Linked DNA regions of Mus musculus: regions 1, 3, 4 and 5 are each linked to region 2. The links are chromatin contacts, called in public HiCAR-type and promoter capture Hi-C maps. All regions are on one chromosome and are shown on one strand. Each heading gives the region's core, a stretch centred on a gene start, on an enhancer-like site or on the middle of the called end of the contact. The rest is flanking DNA. Distances are from core to core; before and after follow the strand shown. Region 1 holds the start of L3mbtl3 (L3MBTL3 histone methyl-lysine binding protein). Region 2 holds the start of Epb41l2 (erythrocyte membrane protein band 4.1 like 2). Region 3 holds the start of Rps12 (ribosomal protein S12). Region 4 holds the start of Stx7 (syntaxin 7). Region 5 holds the start of Arhgap18 (Rho GTPase activating protein 18).

Evidence for each region. Promoter capture Hi-C pulls out the DNA fragments that hold promoters and counts their contacts. HiCAR-type assays count read pairs that join an accessible place to other places.
Region 1: a HiCAR-type map of astrocytes shows a contact between it and region 2, with 4 times the contacts expected there. The contact joins the promoter of L3mbtl3 here to the promoter of Epb41l2 in region 2. A contact is called at or near these places in 4 of 39 promoter capture datasets (the C10 cell line, hippocampal neurons, liver and 1 more), 1 of 484 Hi-C or Micro-C datasets (CD4 T cells) and 6 of 115 datasets of contacts at active chromatin or transcription factors (the 230-238 cell line, astrocytes, extraembryonic endoderm stem cells and 3 more).
Region 3: a promoter capture Hi-C map of pre-B cells shows a contact between it and region 2, with 4 times the contacts expected there. The contact joins the promoter of Rps12 here to the promoter of Epb41l2 in region 2. A contact is called at or near these places in 1 of 39 promoter capture datasets (pre-B cells) and 1 of 484 Hi-C or Micro-C datasets (regulatory T cells).
Region 4: a promoter capture Hi-C map of pre-B cells shows a contact between it and region 2, with 4 times the contacts expected there. The contact joins the promoter of Stx7 here to the promoter of Epb41l2 in region 2. A contact is called at or near these places in 2 of 39 promoter capture datasets (liver and pre-B cells).
Region 5: a promoter capture Hi-C map of pre-B cells shows a contact between it and region 2, with 8 times the contacts expected there. The contact joins the promoter of Arhgap18 here to the promoter of Epb41l2 in region 2. A contact is called at or near these places in 6 of 39 promoter capture datasets (the 3T3-L1 cell line, the C10 cell line, hippocampal neurons and 2 more) and 3 of 115 datasets of contacts at active chromatin or transcription factors (astrocytes, large pre-B cells and pancreatic cancer cells).

What each region holds. Positions count from the first base shown.
Region 1 is chr10:26,372,760-26,375,459 of GRCm38.p6, reverse strand. It overlaps L3mbtl3 (L3MBTL3 histone methyl-lysine binding protein), which reads left to right and starts at 1,388. Exons shown (of 22, transcript NM_001359254.1): 1 at 1,388-1,759.
Region 2 is chr10:25,358,518-25,361,217 of GRCm38.p6, reverse strand. It overlaps Epb41l2 (erythrocyte membrane protein band 4.1 like 2), which reads right to left and starts at 1,420. Exons shown (of 20, transcript NM_001199265.1): 1 at 1,237-1,420.
Region 3 is chr10:23,785,943-23,788,642 of GRCm38.p6, reverse strand. Rps12 (ribosomal protein S12) reads left to right here and starts at 1,434. Exons shown (of 6, transcript NM_011295.6): 1 at 1,434-1,487; 2 at 1,599-1,649; 3 at 1,763-1,879; 4 at 2,639-2,700. The coding sequence starts at 1,636. It overlaps LOC115487513 (a small nucleolar RNA gene), which reads left to right and starts at 2,100; the gene lies at 2,100-2,173.
Region 4 is chr10:24,147,906-24,150,605 of GRCm38.p6, reverse strand. Stx7 (syntaxin 7) reads right to left here and starts at 1,317. Exons shown (of 10, transcript NM_001358563.1): 1 at 1,198-1,317.
Region 5 is chr10:26,771,130-26,773,829 of GRCm38.p6, reverse strand. Arhgap18 (Rho GTPase activating protein 18) reads right to left here and starts at 1,318. Exons shown (of 15, transcript NM_176837.2): 1 at 1,134-1,318. The coding sequence starts at 1,246.

The DNA of each region.
Region 1 (2,700 bases), core at 139-2,638, 1.0 Mb before region 2:
TCGCCCGCGCGCAGGCAGCGGGATGCGTGTGGGCCCCCTCCCCCCGCCCGGAGCTTGTCACTTTGGTCGCTTTTTTGACACCGGGTGCTGGGTGGCGGCGCTGGGGGGGGGGGGGGGAGCGCGGCACCGCGGGGCTGCGAGTCCGGGGCGGCGGTGGGGGGGAAACGCGGCGGAGCCGCAGCCTCCCCGGGGGCGCCGAGCGCGGTCGGCCTGAGCCTAAGGGGGGGAGGGGGCGGCTTCGGGAGGGGACCGCGGGCACGATCGGTGCGGCGGCGGGAGGACGCGAGCCCCGGCGCGCCGCCCCTGCGGCCCCCTCCGCCCGTGTGGCCTTTGTGCCGAGCGCGCACCGGGTGAGCGAGCGGGCGGGCGGGCGAGCGAGCGGGCGGGCGGGCGAGCGCGACAAGTCCAAGTACGGGAGACCGAGGCAGTGGGAAAAGAGGCCGGGCCACTTTGCTCGCCAGCCAGCTCGGCTGCGGAGAACCGACTGGTTGAATGTGGCAGAGGCGCGTCTCGCTGGCGCGGCCGTGTGTGTGTGTGTGTGTGTGTGTGTGTGTGTGTGTGTATGTGTGTGAGTGTGTATGTGTGTGTGTGTGTATGTGTGTGTGAGTGTGTGTCTCTGTGGCTGTGTGTGTCTGTGTATGTGTCGGTGAGTGTGTGTCGGTGTGAGTGTGAGCGCGCGCCGAGAGGCCTCCCTCCGCGACTCGCACCGCGCACACGCACCCGCACCCGCACGCACACCCGAGCCGCGGCGGGGCCGGCGGCCGAGAGTTTGCGTGTGTGCTCTCCCCGCTCGCCACCTCCCCGCTCCCCGCCGCCGACTGTGGGAGAATTTCCTAGAGATCGCCTCCAATTTCCGCCATTTTGGGAAAGTTGCACGGAAAAAAAAAAAGAAGAAGAAGAAGAAGAAAGAAATAAAGCCTCCGCTGGATTTTTTTTTTTTTTTTCCTCCTGCTGGAAGCAGGAAAGTGCTTTTAGGGAACGCGGCGGCGCGGGCTCGACACTGCCGTCCCCGCGGGGTGGAGGACGCGGGGCCGGGCCGGGCACCCGCACCGTCGCGGCGATCTTCTCCGCGCAGCGCCGCCGGTGCGGGCGCGGGCGTGCGAGCGAGGCGAGGCGAGGCGGTGGCGGGCTGCGGCGGGGGCCGTGGAGCCTGCAACTTGTTTACCGCCGCCCCGGGTGGCCGAGGCCGGCGGCCGGGGTCCGCCTCGCCACCCGTGCGTGCGCCGATCTGCGCTCATGGGCTACTGTCTGGTCCACGCTCGCGTCCTGGGCCCGGCGGGGCCGGCCTCGCGCAGCGGCGGCGGGGCGGGGGAAGTAGAGGCCGGCGGGGGTGGGGATCGGGAAGCGCAGGAGCGGAGGCATCCGCCGCGCGCCCCGCCAGCCAGCCAGCCGCCGGCCGGAGGAGGAGGCAAACTTGAGAGCGGCGGGGCCAGGGGCGCACTGGCGGAGGGAAAACTTTAATCGCCTTCTTGGGAGAATAGAAAAAGGGAAAAAGAGAAAAGGAAAAAAAAATCCAAAAGGCAAAAAAGTGCATGTGTGTGGGGGTTTCTAGGACCCGAACCTCACGATCGGATCTGATCCGATCACGGCCCACCGCGGGGCCGTGAGAGAAAGTTGACCAGCGTGGCGGCTTTCTTCGCGTCCGGCCGTGGTGTCTGTCTGTCCGTCCGCGCTCCGACCAAACGGGTGGGAGATCCAGCCGCACTGCCGGGTCGCGTGGGTCAGGGCTCTTGCCCCACCCTTCCACGGGGACACGAAGGTAAACTCGCTTTGGTTTTTCCTTCTCTGTCCTCCTGCAGCCACCGCCCAGCTTCCTTTTCCTCTCCTTTCCCCGCTGATTTATTTTTCTTCTTTTTTTTGTTTTTTTAGGGGGGGGGGACCCGAAAAACGGAGTCTCTTTCCTTATGCAACTTTCTCGGGCGCAGTTTGCTGGGCCCATCCCCCCCGCCTTCTGCATCCCTTGGCCCGCTCCTTTGCCACCTTGGGGCTACCGCCAAAAGCATGCATTTAAGATCATCCAAAGTGCCCAGGAACAAAAATAGATGTTAAAGAATTGTTCTAAGTTAAGGGAAACTGAGACGAGAAATAAGAAACCGGTTTGAGTGTGTGTGTGTGTGGGGGGGGGGGGGAGGTGCGTCGCCTGGGATGAGTGAGTTGAATTTTCATTTCAATTTTCGTAGGTGGTTGGTTATGATGCCTTTATTGGTGTGGGGAGCCCGGGAAGCTCTGTACTGGCTACCTCGGTTGCGTGGATTTTTGCGCAAGTTTTTAGAAAAACACTGACTCGAGTAGAGAGCCGGAAAGTTTCAAGTGCAGCAAAATAGTGAGCCTGCAAAACTGGCCAAGGGGGGACCTCTAGTGGTTAAACGCATCTTAAGTTCGAGAGACAAGACCAAAGTTTGGCCTTTACTTGTAGCTACATGCAGTCCGTTTAGACGTGGAAGTAATTAGAAGACCTGAGTTGCAGCCAGATGTGAGAAAGGATGCTAGTCCGAAATAGAAGTTTTGTAAATCAGAGAACAATGACGTCTAAGCTTGCGGACCCTGTGATTTCCATCCTTTCTTGCATACAGTAAGAAAACCAAAGCTTTTTATTCTGAGATTTGAGATTGACACTCCCTAGATAAGAAAGTTTGTCTTCTGTTTACCATCATCTGTACCTCCGTTTTTTTTTTTTTTTATTTCCCCTCTTACGACTCA
Region 2 (2,700 bases), core at 171-2,670:
AGTTTTCCTCAAATCCACGGGAATGTCTGACAGGGTAGACTAAAATGTTGCTAATGCAGCGTGATAAGGCAATGAAGAATACAGAGATAATGAACTCCCAGAAAGAAAGAAAGAAAGAAAGAAAGAAAGAAAGAAAGAAAGAAAGAAAGAAAGAAAGAAAGAGAGAGAGAGAGAGAGAGAGAGAGAGAAGAAAAGAAAAGAAAAGAAGAAAGACAGACAGGAAGGACTGAAGAAAAATGAGTGGAGAAAACTGAGACCGTTTTTGTTTTGTTTTGTAGCTAATCACAGAAACAAGAACATACTGCCCTGCACACCCCACATTTCACATGCAACAAAGTTCAAGAAACAGAGAGAATCTTGATTCCCAAAGGAGGAAATGTAAGTACAACTCCCCTAGATGCCACCGTGCCTACCACTCTCCCAGGAACCTTAAAAATCAGGGACAGCTGTTCAGGTGACAGATTTTCTGAAGGGCTTCCTCATTTTGTAAGGAAGCTCCACGGAGACCACTCCCCAAAATAAGACACCGGGGGAAGAGGGCGCTCTTCTAACTTCACCCCAAATAAATAAATAAAACTTGGCCCCGCCTGAGGCTGGCGTCTGGGGACATTTAATGACTAACGTCCACCGCAGACGTCTGGGGTTGAGGATGGGGGATCCCGAGATGCCAACCTCAACGCCACCGACTCGGTTATTTCCTCCTCGTAGCCCCTGACCTGCAGCTCACCTAAACTGCTCCCACCCCTCAGCTGCCAGCGCCGAGAAAAAGAAGCCATCGGGGGCGGATGGCCTGGTGTCCGAGCTGGAAGGCTCGCCGCAGAAAACGTGCGAGGGTGTCTGTCCTCAGCTCCAGACCGCACAGTGGGCGGCGGGGACAGAGGGTCGCCCGCGTTGGCCCGACCTGCGGCGCGCGTGGGGCTGGGTGGCTGGCGGGGCGCGCTCCCTCCCCGACTCCCGCAGAGCCCACGCGCGCCGCGGGCCCGCGTCTGGCGACCCTCGGGAGAGAGGGCGCGGCGAGCCCCCGGCACCCAGGATGGAGCCGCACGCCTCGGCAGGGCCGGGGCGCGAGAGCCCGGGGACGCCGCCGCGGTCCCCGCCCGGGAAGGAGAGAGACGGGCCCGCGGCCGCCCCCTCCCCCGCCCGGGATGGCCGTCCGGGCTTCCTGCCGGGGTCCGCTTCCCGCCTGCAGCGTGTCAGGACCCCGCCCGCCACTCCGCAGCCCGCTCGCCTCCTTACCCGGACACCGCCCCTCTCGAGCTTGCTCGCCCCGGGAACGCGTCCCGTTCCAGCCTCGGACGCCGCCGGCCCTCCGCACCCGCCGCCTCCACCCTCCTCTGGGTTTCAAATTGAAATTCCCTGACTGGGGCCGTCAGAGAACTCTCCGCGCAAGCCCCGCCCCCTCCTGGCGGAAGCCCCGCCCTCGTCCCCCGCCCGGCACGCCCCGGGCGCGGAAACCCCCGCGGGCAGGCCACGCCCCACGGCCAAAGCCACGCCCCCGGCGCCTGCTGGCGTGGGAGGGGGGCCTTCCCGAGGGGTTCGCGCGGCTCTCGGGCCCAGTGCCCCGCCGCAGGGGTGCGTTTCGCCCTCGGAGCGACCCTGGAGATAATGACAGCCAGTGCACGTGTGCGAGGCGTTCTTTCTGAGTATCTTGGCCTTAAATGCCCTCTCAACTTCGAAAAGTTCTTTCTTCGGAGTGCTTTCACTAACCAAACCTTCACTGGATGCCTTTTTCGTGGTAGACGGTAGAGCAGGTCCAGGAAACCGAATAAGGAAAGCCGGGTCCCCCCTCAGTCTGCAGTGAAAGAAGTGCTTTCACAGGATAGGCTTGAAAAGAATCCATTTATTCTTCCTGTGGGAGAGGCAGGAGAGATTGGGTAAACCCTGTGGAGGAGAGGCGCTTTGATGCTCAGCCTTACTAGTCAGGATATCTCCCGGCAGAGAATTGAGAACCTAGCTTGCAAAGTATAATGGGGATAAGGCAGTGACAAAAAATTAAAATAAAAAAATACACACACGTGATATGTATATATTATATATATGAATGATATAGATAGATAGATAGATAGTGGTAAGTTTTACACATTAGTACAATTAGACCTCAATCTCTTCTACTTATTTCATCTTTTCTGAGCATTGCATGTCAAGCTGTCAGAGTGGCAGCCCACTGCCTCCAGCATCTTCAACCCCACCCTGTGTTCTTCTAGTCATTTGCTTCCTCCCACCTCTAATAAAATCTTTAATGATTCACCTCTGCCAATTTCCTTCCTAAACATTGTAAAATTAGCAAGATCAAATTAACCATCAGTAGCAATGCCTTGCGTGTGGATACTTCCCAGGTAATGGCACACATGCAGGTGTTTTATCAGCTGGTTCCTCGCTATGAAAAGGGTACCTACATCAAAAAGAAAAGAGTTGGGGAAATAAATTACTTGCTAGAATCATCCTTGTAAATAATAAAATTATTGCTATAATAGCATTTGTTGTGTGTCAGGAACTTGAGTTGACTTAGTTGACTTCAGTCCCAGACGCTAAGAACACAAGGAGAGTTTGATAAGCTGTTTAATGAATACTGGAATCCTGATTACATACATTTCTAGCATAAAGAAGGCTTGGAATAATTGGTGTTGCTTTTCTGTTGCTATGAGGAAATGCCTGAAACAGATAACTTTGAAGAGATTTCCTCATGGCGCCATAGGCTTC
Region 3 (2,700 bases), core at 185-2,684, 1.6 Mb after region 2:
TTTCCTTTTTTTGCTTTAGACATTGTCTTCCTGGTAGCCTGGAACTCACAGCTATCCACCTGCCTCTGCTTCTCAGGTGCTGGGATGAAAGTCTTGCAACTTATGTATGGTTTGACACATTAACTTTTAATAGCCTTATACTAAGGAAACTACTTAAACTCTACTTAACCACATTCTTTTCCGACTGTGTAATGTTTCAAAATCACTTCCAAAACAGCCAAAAGGCACGTGTGCCTTCCTGCTCTCTCTTCCTGTCTGAATATTCTTCCTGCACTTACCTGGCTGGAACTCTAGTTAAAACCTCTTTTAAATGCTGCCATAAACTCCAAATCCCCTGCGTTCCCACATCATCTCCACTCCCCAGCACCGTGGCATTCTGGTATGTTACTCTTTGGCTAAAATACTAGCTTTATCTTTTAAAATGCAGACTTTTAAGTGTCCGCCGTCTCTCATCTTTAAAACAGCACCATAGACACTGGCAGAAATACGCCCACAGAAACTAACCACCTATTAAATACTTTTTTGAATTGCAGGGGTAAGGAAGCAAGCATGAGGCTTTAGGGGTGAAACCCAAACGTTTATTGGAAAAGCTAAAACTTCCATCAACTTTCTTATATCCTCATGAAATTCATGAGCCCGACAATGATCACTGTATCCACCAGGTTGGCCATCAGAAGCTCTGGTTGGCTTCGGGGATATCTTCTGAGAGAGATGTCTTGTGTATTTGCTTTGGAAGTAGAAGAGCGAGTGATTCCTTCGAAATTAAAATGCATTTGTCGGCGTAGGCGGGAACTGGCTTTAAGATTCTGGAGTTCCACTCCTGGTAGCCGAATCCTCGGTGGAATTTAGTGACAGATCCACAGTGAGAGTTTAACATGTACCTCAGGGATCCAGTGTCTGCGAAGCTGCGACTCGGGAAAAAAACTAGGGTCATTACCTAAATGTTCATTCAGAACCGGTTGCATTCAGACCGGGATCTGACCTGGCCGCAAGGTCTGCTTAAACACGTTGCAAAGCAGTGGGGTTTGTGATCATACACAAATCACAGCCACTCAGAGAGGCTAAAAACCAAAGGACCAAAATGTGGACACACTCAGCCTAATCGGCCAGTATTGGCAACAGGAAACTTCACGATAAGACGTGGAAAAACTGCTTAAAACAAAGTAATTCAGCAGCGAAGAAAACGGCAGTAGTTTGGCTCCTCTCGTGTTCCGTAGGAGCGGATCGTGGGACCTCTGTGGTCCACGCCCCCTGGGCAAAGGCTGCCCGCTGCGATGCCTGCTAGAAATCCAGCCGCGTTCTTACCACGGACGCTCCTAAAGGCGGAAGTGGAAACTCCTAAGGCACGGCACCACCGGAGCCACCTCTTTAGTGGGAGGAGTTGCACATGCGCACAGAAGTCGAGCGGAGCGCTTAAATACCGTCATGCGGCCACCGCCGGCCTTTTCCCCTGCCGCCGCCGACTTGCGCGGAGGCGGAAGCTCGGGGTGAGTGTGATCCCAGCTCGTGCGCCGGCGATAGCGTGTCTACTGCGCCTTGGCTTCAAAAGTGAAGTACTTGGGTCTTAACGGGCGATTTACTGATGTTTTGTCTTTCAGTGCGTTCAAGATTCGGCGTCACCCGTGATTCACCGCCATGGCCGAGGAAGGGTGAGCGAGTGGGGCGTGGGCCTCCCGCGGGCGGCGCTGGTCTGGGCTTTTCTCCATGCTAGTTCCCCATCCCTAGCCTGCCGAGGGTCCTAACGTCTCTGTCTGCATTCCAGCATAGCTGCTGGAGGTGTAATGGACGTCAACACTGCTCTACAAGAGGTGCTGAAGACCGCCCTCATCCACGATGGCCTAGCACGTGGCATACGCGAAGCTGCCAAAGCCTTAGACAAGTACGTGTCTCAGTCTCAATACTGTGGGGTGTTGCAGCCGGAACAAAGACTGCAGCAGCCAAGGGAAGAGAGCGTGAAGTTCATGCTGTTAGCACAAAAGTTCTGAATGTCATCCGGCCAGCAGGAAACCTAGGAAAAGGTATCAACTCTAGCCCACTTAGGATGTGTGGGTTGCTGTGTGGATCGGGGATGACGAGCAGTAGTTTTGTAAAGCTACAGTGTTTGCATGATGACTTGAATTGTCGGATACCCCTTCACCCCGTTCATGGGTGAGAAACAGCTAGTCTGACAAACCTGTAGCTCGTGGGGATAGATAGTCCGGTAGTTTTGCTAGAAGATGGAAAAGGGGGGGGCATCATTATTTAGTTTGCAAATACTTAAACGACAATATTGTGGTGTCGGGGAAATCTAGCTATATCCGGGAGACTTGAGAACATGCATGGTTTATTAGGCTTATGCACGTGTATTCTACTGTTTGAGGTAAAGTCAGGTGATTTTGGATGCTGTTGTGAATATTTACAGTGCTTCCTGCACAGGACTGCTTTGGATCAGCTTTCAAGTTGGAAATACCCTGAAAGTGGTCATAGTTTCCTTTGGCCATAAATAGGTTTCCTATTATAATGTGTGGTATTGGTATCTAAGTTTGTACAGGGAAAGTGAATGGCTAGTCTGCAGTTTGGTACAGTAAATCCTGTGTGGTCAGGTTTACTAGCACAGTGAAGACCCTTGAAGGTTTCACCTTTGAGTTTTGCATTTTAGGCGCCAAGCCCATCTGTGTGTGCTCGCATCCAACTGTGATGAGCCCATGTATGTCAAGCTGG
Region 4 (2,700 bases), core at 68-2,567, 1.2 Mb after region 2:
TTTCAAGTTACACTGAACCAGAGAAAAATCCACACAGACTTAACTGTGGGAGTTTTATCTAGCAGTACTAGTAGACATAGAGGTAATATTTCCCTGCAGTACTGGGGACTGAACCAGGGCCTTGTGCACACACCATTTAGTGGCATATAGCTCAACATAATTATTCATAATTTTCCACCAGCAGCGTATGGATGAACTTGGGATAATAATCAGAATTAGAAACGACTGTTAATCAGGAGCAGCATAAGAAGTGAGCTAGCTGAAGGAAAAGAACCCAGAGGTCAGTGAGTTAATACTGTGTTCTATTAACTTCCCCAGACACTGGGAAACTACAGCCTCGTTCTTAACTAGTCACAAGCCTGGGGGCCAACTTCGAAAGCAGCTTGCAAAGCCGAAGACCCATCGGCACCACAAGGCACAATTTAACAGTGTTATCAATCTCTGTTCACTGCGGCTCAGAGTACACCTAAAAGAAATGCCTACCTCCAACAGGACCAAACCAGTGTTTCACAGTTAATTCCTTTTATTTTCCTGATTGTGGAAAACTTGTAAATAATAATTCCTGACAAAATACGAGATCTGACGCAATCAAAAATTGATATATGCATATAAAATGCAAGCAAAATTTTAACAGCTATAAGGAAAAATTAGCATTTGACTGTAAAGCTTCCTTCCTCTTCCCACCCTCGTCCAAGCTTTTTTTTTTTTTTTGGTCTGAATTTAACCTAGAAAACACATATGCGAATTCTCGAAATACCTTGTTACCTTGTTATGTGTCTTGCATAAATCAATTGAAACGAGCACAAGGTAGGTCAAAGAAAGTTAGCTTGTGTGAGTAAGGCCAACAGCCAAGCAAAGGCCCTGGGCCGCGGAACGAACCTGTGGCCAGATGACCAGGGCCCATCGCGTTTCCCTTTCTGTTCTTCGGAGGAGAAGTTGACAGAGAATGGGAACACGGTCGTAGCCTGCCAGGATCTGGCGGTAGTATCCGGTCCCCAAGGCTCCATTGCCGCGCGCCCCGGTGCTCGCACGTCGCGTCCCGGAGTCCGGAGCGGGGCGTGGGAGCCCGAGAGGGAGGCGCCGGCCCTGCGCCCTGGGGAGCCCCGCTCTGCGCACCCCAAAGCAACCACTAGCGAGCTGCAGTTCTGAGGTGTCCCTCCCGCCCCCCTCTCCCCCGCCTCTGCAGTCTCCTCTTACCCTGACCTCGCCGGCTTCCTCGGCCACCTCCAGCCGCTGTCACCCGGGGGCCCACTGCCTGGCGCAGCCGGTCTCAGCTGATGGGCGGCGGCACAAGCACGCCCACTGCGCATGCTCGGGGCACAGCCCCAGGAAGGAGGAGGCGGGGCTTGCGTCTCTCCCATTGGCCAGTGACAGCTGAAGCTTGGAGGGACTGGCAAAATTGCTGGGGAGCCAAGCTCTGATGGGTGACAAAGTGATGTCTATGGGCAACAGAAGAGGAAGCAATACAATAGAGAAGAGCTGGGTTCTTTATTCGGAGGCGCCAGACTCCCTGGACTGAGGGAGCACTCTCAGCTTTTAAAGGTTCTGTTTCCTAACCCTCAGCTCTGTGGTAGACTTGACAACTCCATTTTTAAAATGTCACTGCAAAAATGTCAAGGCAATCCTAGCTAAAGCCCCGGAAGGATAAATGAAAGATAATCTCCTAATGCCCACTTGATAAAGATGTTTTCCTGGCTCATAGTTGGTATCGCATCCTTGAAATACAGGATGTGGTTTTCCCAGGCTTTAAGAGCACACACTGTTCCAACAATAACTCTTCAAGCATGTGACCTCTCGGATGAGAAACATCAGTTGTTCATGTGAAAGAAATACTTTGCCAAATTAATTAGAATAGATTGCCTTGGATTTGCCTATAATTAAGATGGTGTTATTTCTGGAAAGAGCATGAAAACACATGATACCAAAAGTTCGATAGACTTCAAGTGGAGGTAGGGGGAATCCATACTATTGTGAATCAGAACCACAGAGCAAACTGTATGTTGGTTGGTTTTACACCTGCAAGCATACGTAGATGACTTAGGTCAGACTCAAACACAGCGTCTTCTCAGTAGGATCCACCCAGTGGATCAAAGAACATGTACTCATTTAAAGTCATGTGATTCAGCTCGGGCCATGGTGAACTGTTGAGGTTTGCTGTTTTGTCCAGCACTGGAAATTGAACCAAGGTCCTTGGACATGAGAGGCCTTCACTCTGTCCTCTATCTCCAGTGGTTTTTGTTGTTGTTGTTGTTGTTTTTGAAACAAAGTCTACACAGGTTACCCAGATATTAACCTTGAACTCACTCTGTAATCCAGGTAGACCTTGAACTTGCAACCTGCCTCATCGTTCAGAGTACAGACCTGTATCATTGTCCCGGGTTGTTTGTGGTTTTGTTTTGAGGAATGAGGGATCAAACCCAAGGCCTCACATTTCAGGTAGTTGATCTACCCCTGAGTTCTACCTATCATCTCCACTGTGAACTTTTAGAAGTATTAGTCCATCATAGTGACATTGTATGTTTTCCAAGATACAGAGGAAATTCAAGTTTTTCTTTGAAATCTCTCCCTTTTTCAAAATTGTTTTATTTTTAAAAATCATTCTTTGACAAGGCAATAACCTCTAATAGAAAGTCATGTTAGCTGTTAAAGCTACAGAGTCCCTTTTAGAAAATCTGGTTCTGTTTCCTCATAATACAGATT
Region 5 (2,700 bases), core at 69-2,568, 1.4 Mb before region 2:
TTGATAAATCTCAAAGGAAACAAAATGGTTACATGTGTAGCCCCAAAGCAACCACTCCCTTTGAACTTTGGAAATGAGTTTATCCAATGGCCTCCATACAGAGGGCAACAAGTAAGAAGCAAAGTTCCCCAGGCAAGGTCTAACCTTTCCTTTGATTTTTCACACGCCCCACGCGGTTAAGGATTTGGGAAACCAATGAAAGAAGGCATTCTTTTCTTTGGAAGGCACAGGCGTGAAGTACCCAGGAACAATAAAGTGTTCATTATCACCTTTAATATCAAGATGGAATTGGACTTACTGATAACTTTTTTTTTTCAATCTTCCAGGCCAATGTTTGCAATTTCTATCTAAGACTGGAGATTACTGGTTTCAGCTAGGGAGAAGGTCATTAAGGCGAGAAAGGAAGAGGCAGGGGAAAAACCAACCTTGAAAAACAGAACAAAGTACACAGAGAGGCAGAGAGGACTCTGCGACTCAATGGTCTATAGAACGTTTGCCCTATCTGCCTATAAAGTGATTTTACATTAACCACGCTCCTTCTACCAACAGAGTACTTACTGCCTGCTGACAAAAACTCCCCTTTGAAATCCCAAGAGTGCAGGGAGGGGTGTGTTTGGCTGTGCGAGTAATCTACACACACTGAAGAATGCGAACAGCACAGCCACAGGCCACTGACTTGGGCATTTTGCCCAAGCGGTCTGCTTTCAGAGAGAGGAGGAGGGTGCCACTCTCAAAACAGCAAGAAGAGTGACCAGCCTCCCTGCTATTTGGCAGACTTTCCCAGCTAACAGTTCCAGCGGCGTTTTGAGCCCATTCAAGAATTCCATCTCCCAGAGAGTGTTTCCGATACAGTCATTTGATCAGTCAGTATTTGCACATGCACCTGCTAAGCAACTGGTCGGAGCGCCACAGAGTCACCTCCCACACACCCCCGCCCCCGACTCCCCCCATCCTCCACTGGTAACCAGAAGGGCTCTTGCACTCGAGTAAATGAGATGCAAAGAACTAGCCAACCGCCTATGTTGCAGCGTCAGGTCAGGCTTCAAGTACAGAGGTGATTCTCTCCGCTCTTGACAACTTCCCTGTCACTTTGTTCCTTGGGCAGGTAGAGGGTTTTTGTTTTTCCTCCTTACCTGGAGGTGGCTTCGTCGCCTCCCTTTACATGGCTGTCCCCAGCGACCTGGTCCTTGCCGCTGGGGTGGTAAGCAGTTAGCACAACTCCCGAGGAACTCGATAGCCAGTTCATGGTGAGAGAAGGGGCATAATTTCTGGGATTCTGACACAGAGGGGAATGAAGTTCCTGTCTCGCCTGACCAACTTGCTCATTAGCAAGGGCCAGCCCCTCCCCTGTCCGGGCCAGCGATTCACAGGGAGAGAGGCGTGGCCTCTCCCGCAGAGCTTCCTGGCCCTGCAGTTACAGGCTGTGTGTGACTCACAGCTTTGTTTAAACCCGGCAATCCCAGGCTGCAGCAGCCGCCGCTGCAGCAGCAGCAGTTGTTAAGGGGGCCTGAGGAAACCGTGGTTAGGACAGAGTCTTTTCCCTTCCCCATGTGTTACTACTACCTGATTATTTCTGCTGCTTCGCATCACTCAAGGAAGGCATTCCTTAACCCCTTCAGGCATTCGACATTCACCACAGCCAAACCAAGAAGCCCAATCAAAGGTCACAATGCCATCTGGCCCACCAGAAAGGCTTTGCTTTCCGCTACAAAATATACTGTGTTATTGTGTGCCCTGCAATATCAAGCACACCTTTTTTTTTTTTTTTTTTTTTTTTTTTTTTTTTTTTTTTTTTTAATCAAACACTATTTGGGAAAAATAAACTTTAAACTGTCTACCTAATGCCTGTTAAAAGTTAACAGTCAGCTGGGCTTGGTAGCGCAGGCCTTTAATCCCAGCAGAGGCAGGCAGATTTTTGAGTTCGAGGCCAGCCTGGTCTACAGAGTTTTAGGACAGCCAGGGCTATACAGAGAAACCCTGTCTCGAAAAACCAAAAAAAAAAAAAAAAAGTTAATAGTCAAAATAAGAAGTTCCAACATTTGCTGAGAACCTATTACTTTCCAGTGGTGGGGTTGGGGGTATGCCCAAGAATACTCCAGCTTGTGCCAGACACAGATACACACACACACACACACACACACACACACACACACACACACAGAGAGAGAGAGAGAGAGAGAGAGAGAGAGAGAGAGAGAGAGAGAATATTATTAGAAAGAGTATAGCCAGTGGACAGGTGAAATATCTTGACCAAAATAAGATAGTAAGTGCCAGGAGATGCCCACCTAGATACCGCCTTGTTTAGTCAACTGAAAAAAGCAAGTTCAAACATCAGTTTTAAAAAATCATTTTCTGGGTTTCCTAGTCCTAAAAATTAAAAACAAAAATTCTTGCTCTTTGATATATGTGACAATCTCAATTGAAACATTTTGCTTGATATATATTTTATTATTTTACACACACACACACACAGAGACACACACACAACACACATTTAGATGAAATAGCCCTGGCTGGCCTGGAACTTTCTGTGTAGACCAGGCTGGTCTCAAACCATAGATTTTCCTATTTCTGTCCCCAAGTGCTATTCTTAGAACCATACCTTGCTGCTGCTGCTGCTGCTGCTGCTGCTGCTGTTGTTGTTGGGCTGGTTACTGATTTGCATGTTTGTGTGTCCCTCCAAGTGTTTGCTACAAATGT